Regions from separate parts of the Drosophila melanogaster genome. Here region 1 is linked to region 2. A link is a contact called in public Hi-C data. All regions are on one chromosome and are shown on one strand. The core of a region is the stretch at or near the end of the contact, and the rest is flanking DNA. Distances in the headings are between cores, read along the strand shown.

Region 1 (6,140 bases), core at 1,909-4,408, 100 kb after region 2:
CGTTTTATATTTCATGGATTGAATTTTAAGGCCAAGATTCACACACCTATAAATTTGCGAAGGGCTTTTTCTGTTGTCTATTGAAATGTTTAATTTGTATTGAGGTTCCACTGTTCCCCGTTTTTGTTCTGCGACGCATTTCAGTGCTCCACCAGTGGGGCGTTCTCACCGCTTCCTTGCCCCTTTGCCCCTTTGCCGCCTTGCCGCTCCGCTGGCGCCGCCAACCGCCGACGCCGCTGAGCGTATAAAAAGTGCCGGCCGGCAAGCGAATGGCATCAGTTTGCAAGCTTTCAGCTTTGTGGCATAGCGTATCCCAGCGAACTCTAAACCGTTAAACCAAGCAAAAAAGCAACTAGTATTACACCAGTGAAGGTAAATCGCATTGAAGATACTATCAACATGAGCGAGTTGTCCAGACTGCAGCAGCAGCAGCAGCAGGATCAGGATCGGGAGCGTGTTTCCCAAGAGCTGATCGACTGCGATATTGACTTTGTGGAGGATACGACCTCCAAGGTGGAGGAGGAGGCCAGGATGCCACCAGCCAGTTCCAAGCGATACACCAAAGCCCTGAAGAAGGTGACCAAGGTGCAGCGCATGCTGGAGCAGGCCATGATCCTGCTGGCCGAGGAGGAGGCCAGGTGTCGGCAGCAGGAGCAGGAACAGGGCACCAAAAGGACCAAGAAGCAGCTGAAGAAGAAGGCCAAGAAGGACAAGAAGAAGGCCAAGAAGCTGGCCAAGCAACAGGCCAAAAAACAGGCGGAAGAGCAGACGGCGGCTGGCGAGGAGCCCTCCAACACCTCCAGCTCCAGCTCTTCCAGCTCCAGCTCATCCAGTTCCAGCTCCTCCAGTTCGAGCTCCAGCTCCGAGGACGAAGAGGTATTCTATAACGGTTACGGCTGGATCAGCAATCCATGGCGCCGAGGACCACATGGCCATCACGGCTTCGGTCGTCGTCTTGGCCACGGTTTTGGCCACAAGCATGGTCGCAAGCATGGCCACAAACATGGTCACGGGCCGCATCATCATGGCCGACATGGACATCATGGACGGCCGCACCACCACCATCCGCATGGTCACCACTTTGGTCCCCATTTTGGACCACACTTTGGACCTCACGCTGGGCCCTCTCCCTTTGACTTCGATCGGAGATCCTTTCGCGGACCTTGGCATGATCAGTCCCAGTTTTTTCAATGGATGGGCCTGCCGTGGGCCCTGGACAATGCCGCGGCCAATCGGAGGAGCCACTCGCTGCCTAGACTATCTAGGCGCGACTGTCGTGGAGATCTCGGATTCGGATTCGGACCAGGATACGGATACGGATATGGCCAAACGCGTCCACGACATGGCCGTCGACTAGAGAGATCACTTTCCCGTTCAACATCCGGTTCGCTGGAGAGGAAGCACTGCCGCAAGCCGAGGTCCAGTTCCAGTTCCAGCTCCAGTTCTTCCTCGGAGGATGAGAAGAAGAGGCAGAAGTGCAAGGGCAAGGGAAAGGGCAAGGAGAAGAAAAGACAGCAGCGCTCCTCATCCAGCTCCTCATCGAGCTCCAGCTCCAGCTCCAGCTCCAGCTCCAGCTCCAGCTCCAGCTCCGATGGCGAAGTGCAGAAGATTCCCCATCGACGCGGGCACCACTTCGGACCTCCACATGGCCACCACCACTTTGGTCCGCGCCATGAAGGTTACCGTCCCCATCACGGCGGACACCATGGCCATCACTTTGGTCCACATCATGGTCCATTTGTCGAACATGGACATGGCCCCCAATTCGGACCATTCTTTGACGTTCCCCAAAGAGAATCCGGTGAAGGACCGCGTTTTGAGCACCAGCCCCGTCCGGAGTTTCCTATTGCCCATCATCGACCACCACCAGCTGAGTTCCCTCCAGGTCGTCGCAGTCGTTCTCTGTCCCGATCCCACTGCCGCAAGGAAAAGCAGGAGAGTTTCCCCAAAGTCGAGAGGGAGGAGCGCAAGAAGGGCAAAAAGAAGCACGGAAAACGCGCTCATGGACATGGGCATGGACATGGACATGGACATGGCCATGGACATGGACATGGACGTGATTAGGCAATCGCAGCCAGCGTTTAAGATGCATTAAGATTCCTTCAATACAACCTCCCACACATATAACCTTCAATATTACTATACATTTAACACCCAGAAGCTTCTATTCTATTATTCTATAAAAAATCATTAAAAAAACATCTAAAAAAATGAAATTAAATAAAAAAAAAACAAAACTCAAATCTATATACTTCGTATTTTTTATGGAAACTTAATTTATTTATTTTCTTCTCCACGGTACAAGTGCATTCGTTAAGCTCAACTATATAATACCCATTACTTTCTGAGTGCGATTGCAAATGACTCAATTGCATTATTAATGCAGCTGGCGGAAATGAATTAAAACTACACTTTAAACTAGATACATTACGAGTGAGTAATTACTCTATTTGTGTTGCTTAAGTTGGGGAAATGCGAATGGGGGGCTTATGGACATTACGCACCGCGATAAGATTGGTGTATTCCTGCAGAGGTTTTTCCCCAACCAAATGACAATGCAATGGCAGCGATAACAAGCTTGATAGGCTTATCAAATTATAGGTTTTTCACCTGGTTAAATATTATTGTTTTGACACTGCAAAACTCGCAAATTAACCCATTTTAGATTAATTGGTTGGGTTTATATTGTAACAACCTGTGGATGAATCGCGGACGCAGAATGTTGACTGCATTCTCTCCTTCAAGTGGGTACAGTTTGTGGTCGCAACTGTTCTCAGCTGCGGAGGGGAAAGCCTGACAATCAGAGATCCAGCATTCTTGTAATTAAATGTAATATGTCCAAATAAATACACCTTTTAACTTTATTGTGTTAACAACTGAATAGTTAGCCTAACTGCTTATATTGCATATAAGAAAAACATTAATTTTCCTTTAGCTAAAGCTAATGCTTAATCCGCTCTTAAGCGCTTTTAAGAGAAATACAAATACTGGGAACAGCAGTGGGAACACTAAGCGGCTGCGAACACTGTTCCCAGTACCCCAGGCAACTGTGCCCGATTTCTAATTACTGTGTTGTTGGTTGGTTGGTGGGTGGTGGGTGGTGGCCAAATGGTTACCGCTTTTGTCTGGCAGTCGATGGAATCAGTTTTTAGATGGTACGCACCCAACCATTGGAGCTGTCGGCCAAAGTTGAAGAAACGCCGGGTAGTTTGCCTGCGTGGCCAAAGTGCCGTTTAATAATGGAACAAACGCAGTGCCACGGTGAGTTTGTGCCTTTAGCGCTGAACTCCTGACCTCTGACCAGCCGGCGGACCAGGAAGTGAGCGCACCTTTCCATTGCCAAAACGACAACAACAAAAAAGGTGGCAACAGGTAAGCGGAAAAGCACACAAATCTAAGGGGGTGTGTGTGTGTGTGTGCGATTTCAATGGAAAACTTTATTCGATTTTTGTGACAATGTGACAGGCGCAGCAACTTTTCTTGGCCTTTTTCTGCTGTTCGTTGTTATTATAATTTTCTTTTTGTTTTTGGGGCAAGTTTACAATCGGAAAAGTTGATTTGTTTTGCCACAGTGAAAAACGATAGATATTCACAGATATAAATGTACATACATATATGCAGCATAAACTTTATAGCAGCATAGTTCATAGTTAAATGGTTATTAAATACGAAATCGACTTGACTGCATTTTCTTCCGTCTCCACTGCCATTGTCACTTGCAGGTCTTTCAATTTCCCCGAAAACAAAAACTTGCGAAAGGGCGAAGGTAAGAGCAAAAGTGTGGCTTGAATAGCGTAAGCGGGCGGAAGTCGATTTTTGAGCGGAAATAATTTTGCCACATGTTGGTAAAATCAAAAAAAAAAAGTAAAAAAATAAACACGAGGAGGGCAATTCTAAAACAAAGTCACGCGCAGAAAATCAGGGTGAAAGACGGGAAAAATTGCGGCGGGAAACGAAGGTTGTGGCGCAAATCCTTCCGTTGTCGTCATTGTCGAAAGCTTAAAATTCAATATAAGCGAAGGATCTGCCACGCCCCCTTCCGCCACAACCATTTGATTGCCACACTTCCTGTTTCGCCGCATTTGCGATTTTACTTTCAGAGTGCGAACGGTATGCATACCATTATGATATACATATGTATATATATTTTTTTTTAAAATAATTTTCCTTATTTCCCTTAAGACAGGTGGAAAAGCTGCGGGCCTTTAATCTCTGTATGTGTGTGTGTATGTGTGTGTGTGTCAAACGCAGGGAAAGTAAACTCAGCAGACGAATGACTCGAATCAGTTTTATTTGGCCAAAACTTTCGTTTTCCGCTCACTTTTTATTTTGGCTTATTAAAATGCGGTGCTTCGTTTGGGAAATTAAAAAGCCCCATGGATTTTCAAAAAAAAAAAACAATACAGTTATCATCACAGGCAACTTTGTACGTCTGTTTCGTTGTTATTAAGTGACAGCCGAAAAGTATGCACCTCGTTGCATTCCGTGATATCAGTGCAAATAAGCTGAGAGCTGAGATGATGACAGCGTACGCTCGTTTCTTCGAATTTTCCGGTATTTTTTCTTTTTTCTTTTTCTTTTTCCTACGGCACCAGCAGTCTCTGCTAACTGGCAAACAATGACCACCATAATACTACACAATAGATATTTGTCAGGAGGCGTTGGGTGGCTGGGTGACTGGGTGACTGGGTGACTAGTTGGCTAGGTGCGAATGCAGATACATAGAAAGTTATACGAATGTTACGTGAGCAGAGTGCCAGAGCAGTGGAAACTGTAACAATGGGCGGGTGACCCCGACACCTTAACCCAACCACACCCCCCCCTCTCTCTCTCTCCACAATCCTCCTCCATTCGAATGATAACCCTTAGCCCACTTGCAACGCATTTCGTATGCAGCTCTTGTCCGGCAACGCAGCCTTTACGGTTCTCAGTTCTCGGTTCTCGTTTCTGGTTCTCGGTTCTAGTTCTGGGTATGGTTCCTCCATATTCCTCCGGAATGTGCCACGTTACTAACATTTTTTTTCAGTTCCATTTCCAGCAAGCCGGACTAAGCAAACAGTGGCGAAGATGTTGTCTGGACAGCGGCAGCTGGGAATGGATGGACAGAAAAGTGCAGCTTGCAAGGTCAACATGGCGTATGCGCGATGTTTGAGGACTTTCAAACACCCGCTGTACACCTTGGTAATTAATTTTCAGTATACCGAGAACTGCAGACGTGGTACAATTAACTATTTAGACTAAGCTATTCACTAAGTTCAACATAATGGCGAAGCATGAGTTTAGTCAAAAACAGTCGATTCATGTTGAAGATGTCGTTGATTGAAAGCTCCACTAATTGGCAAAAAATATATGAAACGAACAATTTAATAATGATCGAATTTCCCGTGAAATATCCGGCCATCGATACATGAATCTTAGAAGCTTGGTAATTGGAAATTGTCCGGAAAACGAAGAGCAGATATGGCAACCAAATGAAATTGTTTTAATTTGTAAGCAGGCTTGCAGTTAATAAATTATTTGTTTTCCATGTAAATGCAAATGAAAACGATTGGAATTTCCATGGAATGGTGTAGGCTATCGTTTCGAGTACTTACTAATGATAAATGTATAAGTCATTTTTTATGATTATTATTAAATCGATGGCAATTAAATGCGAGGCGATGCAGTTTTTGTGGAGCAAAAAAAAAAACCGGCATACAGGATGTGACAAATTGTTCGCTATAAAAGGCAATTATTCCATTTACTTAGTCACTTAGCCGAGTGAAATCAAAATCTTTATTAAAACATTTTATGCAAATGAAAAAAAATAAGAAAGTGGCTGGCAGGAAAAGAGTGGCGACTGACTGACAGTCGGCAGAGATGTTTCGCTCGCAGACAGAGACGGCGATAGGCGGTGTGAGGGAGACGGCAGCGCTGCTAAGCATTTACATAAATATTACAAGGCTATTACTCGCCACCCACGTCTGCCACGCCCCAACGATCCAACGCCCCTCATAGGCAAATACGCGTGTGTGTGCATTACAATAATATGAAAATTATTTGTAATGTAATTTCAACTTAATAAATGTTCATTTTCATATAAAGCGACAACTCATTTTACTCAGCAGCAGGTACGTGTGTGCGTACACTGAGAGAAACAC
Region 2 (5,482 bases), core at 837-3,336:
AGCTGCTGCTATCCAGTTCGTTTATGACGCCCATCGAGAGCAAGAATTCCAGCAATCCAAATCGCGTTCGCTGTTTCAGTAGCACTTCGCTGGCGGAGAGTGCACTGCCGGAGAAGTGGAAGCTGCTTCAGATAGTCTGCACACAGCCCTTCAATCGTCATGTGCCATACGGGCTCTCATTCGTCAAGGTGCATGTAGTGGCTGCTGCGGCGCCTAAGGTCAAATCCCTAGTGCCGCAGGGTGTTATGCAATTCGGGACCTTTAAGCTGCGCGAGGAGTCGCCGGACTCGGAAACGGACAATCAAGTGAACAGATTTCACAGCTGGAAGAAGCAGACGCAGCACAAGTCGCCCGCGATCAGTGCGACCTCCACAGCAGCGGCCATTCGGGACGCCGGCTCCACGGCCCTGCGAAGGCTGAGCGCTGGCAAGGTTTCTAGCCTGGCTGCATCGCCCAAAACCTCGACGTCGCCATCACCAGTTCTCAATGCTCTGCGATCGGTTTCTCCGACGCCATTGGATGCCAAGCCCCTGGATCGCAATCGAGCTTCACTCTTGTTCGGCGACGATGATGAGGACGTGAAGGACGCTGAGGTCAATGCAAAGAAACAACGGCTGAGCAAGCATCTGGAGGCGGACAAGGATCGACGGCGATTGGAGCAGGAAAAGGAGAGGGAGAGCAGAAAGAAAAAGTCAAGCAGGCACTCCTTGGATAAGTCAATCAGCAAAGAAGACAAACCACCGGCAAAGGAGCACAATTCGTCCTCCAGAGAAAAATCCACAGCCAAAGAAGAGAAAGAGCAATTACGAAAAGAGGAAAGATCGCATTCGAAGGAGGAGAAGTCCAGGAGGAAGGAGAAATCTAAGCATGATCACAGATCTTCGGACACCTCGAATTCCAAGGAAAGTTCGCGCCCAACTGCGCAAAAGCGACATTCATCTCCCACCGCAGTCGCAGTAACGCCCGCCAAAAAGCAAAAGATCGTGGACACAGCGATTCAATACCGTCCCCTTAATCAGTTACTCAAGGGTGTGGTCCTGGTCATCAGTGGCATACAGGCAAGGAAATTCTTTTGATTGCATCACAACTCGATTTAAACCCATCCCTTCTGCTTTCAGAATCCCGATCGTGCAGACTTGCGTTCGAAAGCGGTCGCCTTGGGAGCCAAGTATAAGGCTGATTGGGGATCAGGATGTACCCATCTGATGTAAGTGAAGTCCAGATTGATCTAGTATGCGCCCGCTAATTCTTAAAATGAAACCCAAACAGATGCGCATTCAAAAACACACCGAAATACAATCAAGTGAAGGGCAAGGGCAAGATTGTGACACGCAGTTGGATCGAGAAATGTTATGAGCTGAAGAAGTACCTGCCATGGCGACGTTACGCCCTGGATACCAATGACATTGGCCAGCCGGAGAGCGATGAGGAGCTTTGCGATGAGGCGACGAGGCCACGGCGCGATTCCAGCAAGGATGATGTGGCAATGCTAGAGGATAGCAAGCTAACAGCTCTAGCGGATCAGAATGATGTGGAAATGAATCCAGATGCCTTATCGGGCATTGATACGGAAGATGAACTGCAGCGCGTGGCTGAGGGTAAACTCTCTGTTGTTCTGCCCTGTTTTTTTTTAGATATTTTATTGTTTGCTTTTAGAAAACAAAACGAAGAAAGCCAAACTAAGGACTACAGTAAAGACGAAATCGCAAGATATATACGAAGTTAGTACCGATGAAGAGGATTATCTGGAGCTAAAGAAGAAACAAATCGATTAGGTGCCATTTCTAACCTCATCTCATATTTTGTATACGACTTTATTACTTAAATTGCTTGTAATGTGCAAGTATCATATTTTTGTACTTTGTTAATCGAATATGCTCGTTATCAAAAATTCGACAAATTCAAAATAAGTGATTAGTTTGGACCATTTTGAAAAAAGAGCCCAAGGAATAAATATTGATATTATAATAGATCTATCGCATGTTCATTTAAAAAAAACTATCAAATAAACCACCTCTGGGCTAATGCGATGGTCCATCTCTAGCAGAAATTCACAAAAAATGTACTAACGCATAGCACGGTACTACAAGGACTTTCCACCCATAGGCATGCTATGGTTAAGCGAAGAAAACCCGTTTACGCCCAAAACTATGCATTAAAAAGACTAAAAAGATAGCGAAAGTGCACAAGTGGAAAACCAATTTGCAGCCCCCGAAAAGAACAAAAAAAAAAACAGGTGGAAAAGCAACAGCTGTCCGCTTTTGACAGCTGCGCTCTCCGCGCTCTCCCACTCGTTGGCGAGAGCTAACGGTGAAAACTCTCTCACTCGCCTGCAGTCGTGTATTTGCTGTCGAGCGAGTAGAGAGCTTTTTTTTTGGGAATTTAACAATCCAGCGCAACTATTGTTTATTTATGGTAAATATCTATGGCTACCACTTGCGTTTTCGCAATGCGATTCACCCAAGCATCCTGGCCAACGCAGTTCCATCCGGATTTGTGCCACTGCAGAGATTCCACTCCAACCTTGCTGAAGCGAAAACGAGTGGTGAAAAGTTGTGGAATTTGGAAAAATCGATACGATTGAGCCATAATTAAAAGTATGCTGCTAACTTGCACTTCACCCCCCCTTTTTTTTTTTAGAGCGTGCCAGTCGTTGAAAAATTGAGTTATTAACAACAAAAATTTTGGGTAAGAAAGTCGTGCTGAAAACGCTGAGAAAAAGTGCAATCCAAATGATTTCGAAGCTATTCAGTGAGAAGTGGAACATTGGGCAGCCTGGGAGTATGCATCAGTTTTTGCACATACCGAATATCCTTCTAATTTTTCTCATTGGTAACTCAAATGTTCCTCAATTCTCTGATGATATATTTTTTTTTATTATCGAAATTCATTTGGAATCATCTTTTTCTCCGTAGAGCAGAATGCCCTGCCTTCTAACGCTTGCGTTCCATTCGCAGATCTAGACCAGAGAACTAAGTAACCAAAGGCCAGCATGGGTAACGAGACCTCCCTGCCCATGGACATGTGTTCCAACTTCGATGCGGACGAGATCCGTAGGCTGGGCAAGCGATTCCGCAAGCTGGATCTGGACAACTCGGGTGCGCTGAGCATAGATGAGTTCATGTCGCTGCCGGAATTGCAGCAGAATCCGCTGGTGCAGCGGGTTATCGATATCTTCGATGCGGATGGAAACGGGGAGGTGGACTTCAAGGAGTTTATCCAGGGAGTGTCGCAGTTTAGCGTGCGCGGCGATAAGCTGTCCAAGCTGCGATTCGCCTTCCGCATCTATGATATGGACAATGATGGCTACATCTCGAACGGGGAACTCTTCCAGGTGCTCAAGATGATGGTGGGCAACAATCTGAAGGACACACAGCTGCAGCAGATCGTGGACAAGACCATTTGCTTTGCGGACAAGGACGAGGATGGCAAGATATCGTTCGATGAATTCTGCTCGGTGGTGGGCAATACCGATATTCACAAGAAAATGGTTGTCGATGTTTAGATTGAGCCACATAATGAGTACTATATATATACAATTGTAGATATGATACAATATGTATAGCCGATTTTCCGTAATGAGTGTGTGTGTGTGTGTGTGTACCTTCACTTCCCTTGAAACATGTTCAGCTTTATAATAAACGGTCTGTCTGTGAGTCTGTGAGGGCGTTTGAGGCGTGCCAAAAACGAAGCAGTTTACTCAATTTATTGATACCTATCGCATATATATAGAGTACACTTTGTTCCAAACGATCCAAACCGATCGATCTCTATCATCCACAGAATGCAATGAATTGTGTCTTATACTCATACTTGAAACCACCGGCAACGGACCACTCAACCAAAGAACTCATCTATACCCCTCCTTCCATTCCTCCTTCCATTCGAAATGACATACTTTCGAGGTTCGAACAGCTCTACGATTGGGATTGTTCGCATCATCTTAAACTAGTTTGTACTATATCCTAAACTCTACGTTCAATTCAAGCCTAACACTTAAGTTCATCTCTCGACTAAATGTTGTGTATAAGATATGTAAAAAAATCAAAAAAAAAAAAAAAAAAAAAATTGACAAAAGAAAACTACAACAACAACTACAATTAAACACTGTTTATCGCAAAGCTAAACTCAAAACCCCCAACAAGCGTTTACTTGGTGATTTTTCGTTGTACTACCACTATCTGTTGATGGGAGGTGGACGAATGTGGGCTGGGTTCTTTGGCCGGCGGGTTCAGATGCCCTCAGAGTTCCACGGTCCGCGAGTCCTTGGACGAAGAACACGTGCGTGTCGTTCAGCTCGGCGCCCGAAATTCCGGATTCCCGAAAGCCGACCCCGTAGAAGATGGTCACCACAAAATGTGGGAAGGAAGCCACCGGCCGAAAGTAACCGAAAACTTTTTGGCCGTTGGCAACGATTAAATGTTTTGTAGGTCACCGATTTTCCAACTACACGTGTGTGTGTGTGTGACGTCCCTCATGTGACAAGACACACCAACATACATGTTACGTATACGCCACGTTGTTTAGAACAAAGCAGTGGAAGAAGTTCATCCATGTTGAGATTAAAATTACCTTAGTATAGAGCAGAAATGTCACAAATGAGTGGGAAAAGTTTATCCATTGATATAAAACATCTATCTACTAATGAAACATAAATATTACGTATACGCCACGTTGTTCAGTACAAATTTGCGAATGCGGAGCCTTCCTGTGGATTTAAAATAGAACATAAATATCGCAAAGCATTAAGAGATGATAATCCATGTTGATATAAAACACTTAAAAAAATGTTACGTATACGCCATGTTGTTCAATACAAATCAGTTGGAGAAGATCATCCCTGCTGCCGCAGAATACTATTTTATATATTTCCCACATTTTTGGTACCGAACTCAACAAGAATTTCTCGCAGTGTGGACAACAGGAAGCCAGCCAACTAGCTGTTGGGTCCGCGTAGAACTTGTACGGTAACAGAGCCTTGACCACGGAGTCACCTGCTGGGCGATTGGGCCACAGTATTAGTGAACTAGGGAGGTCCTGCGAGGGTCCTTTGTGTGCGCCAGTGTGCGAGAATGCGTGAGTGTGTGTGCGTGGTATCAATAAATTATTATATGCTGTCTGTCGCAAGCTGGTTCGTTAATCATTTTCGCCTGGGCCCTGCCCCCCGCCCCCTGCCACCTGCCCACGCTTCGAATCCGACCTCCAAATGAAGGCATTTCCATTTTGAAAATTAGTAGGGTTAATGCTGAAGTTACACCCGTACACCCGTATACCCGTACACACGATTCCCAAGGAGCAACCTGCAGCCCACTAATTTCGCTCCTGTTGCTGCGTCACGAGCCCACGGTTTGACCTTTTTCCGATTGCTATTAATTGGTTTGATTAATGTGCTCCAATTTTCGGATGGTACGTAATGTCGCCGGTCCCCAATAATCGAGCATTTCCATACCGACCAATGCGTCCATCATTTCATTCACGGGAC

What was found. A called contact is a pair of places that touch in the nucleus more often than the background predicts.
Region 1: a contact with region 2 is called in a Hi-C map of the Kc167 cell line, with 1.7 times the contacts expected there. The contact joins the promoter of lncRNA:CR44471 here to the promoter of CanB in region 2. A contact is called at or near these places in 16 of 107 Hi-C or Micro-C datasets (the Clone 8 cell line, the D17-c3 cell line, the Kc167 cell line and 5 more) and 1 of 6 datasets of contacts at active chromatin or transcription factors (the Kc167 cell line).

What each region holds. Positions count from the first base shown.
Region 1 is chrX:5,430,281-5,436,420 of dm6, forward strand. It overlaps lncRNA:CR44471 (long non-coding RNA:CR44471), which reads left to right and starts at 3,159. Exons shown (of 2, transcript NR_123797.1): 1 at 3,159-3,372; 2 at 5,027-5,517. CG15784 reads left to right here. Exons shown (of 1, transcript NM_001297962.1): 1 at 1-2,246. The coding sequence starts at 400. The coding sequence ends at 2,064.
Region 2 is chrX:5,330,413-5,335,894 of dm6, forward strand. CanB (Calcineurin B) reads left to right here and starts at 2,087. Exons shown (of 3, transcript NM_001258602.1): 1 at 2,087-2,106; 2 at 2,641-2,688; 3 at 2,958-4,037. The coding sequence starts at 2,993. The coding sequence ends at 3,505. It overlaps XRCC1, which reads left to right. Exons shown (of 5, transcript NM_131989.4): 2 at 1-1,058; 3 at 1,119-1,207; 4 at 1,270-1,598; 5 at 1,657-2,023. The coding sequence ends at 1,775.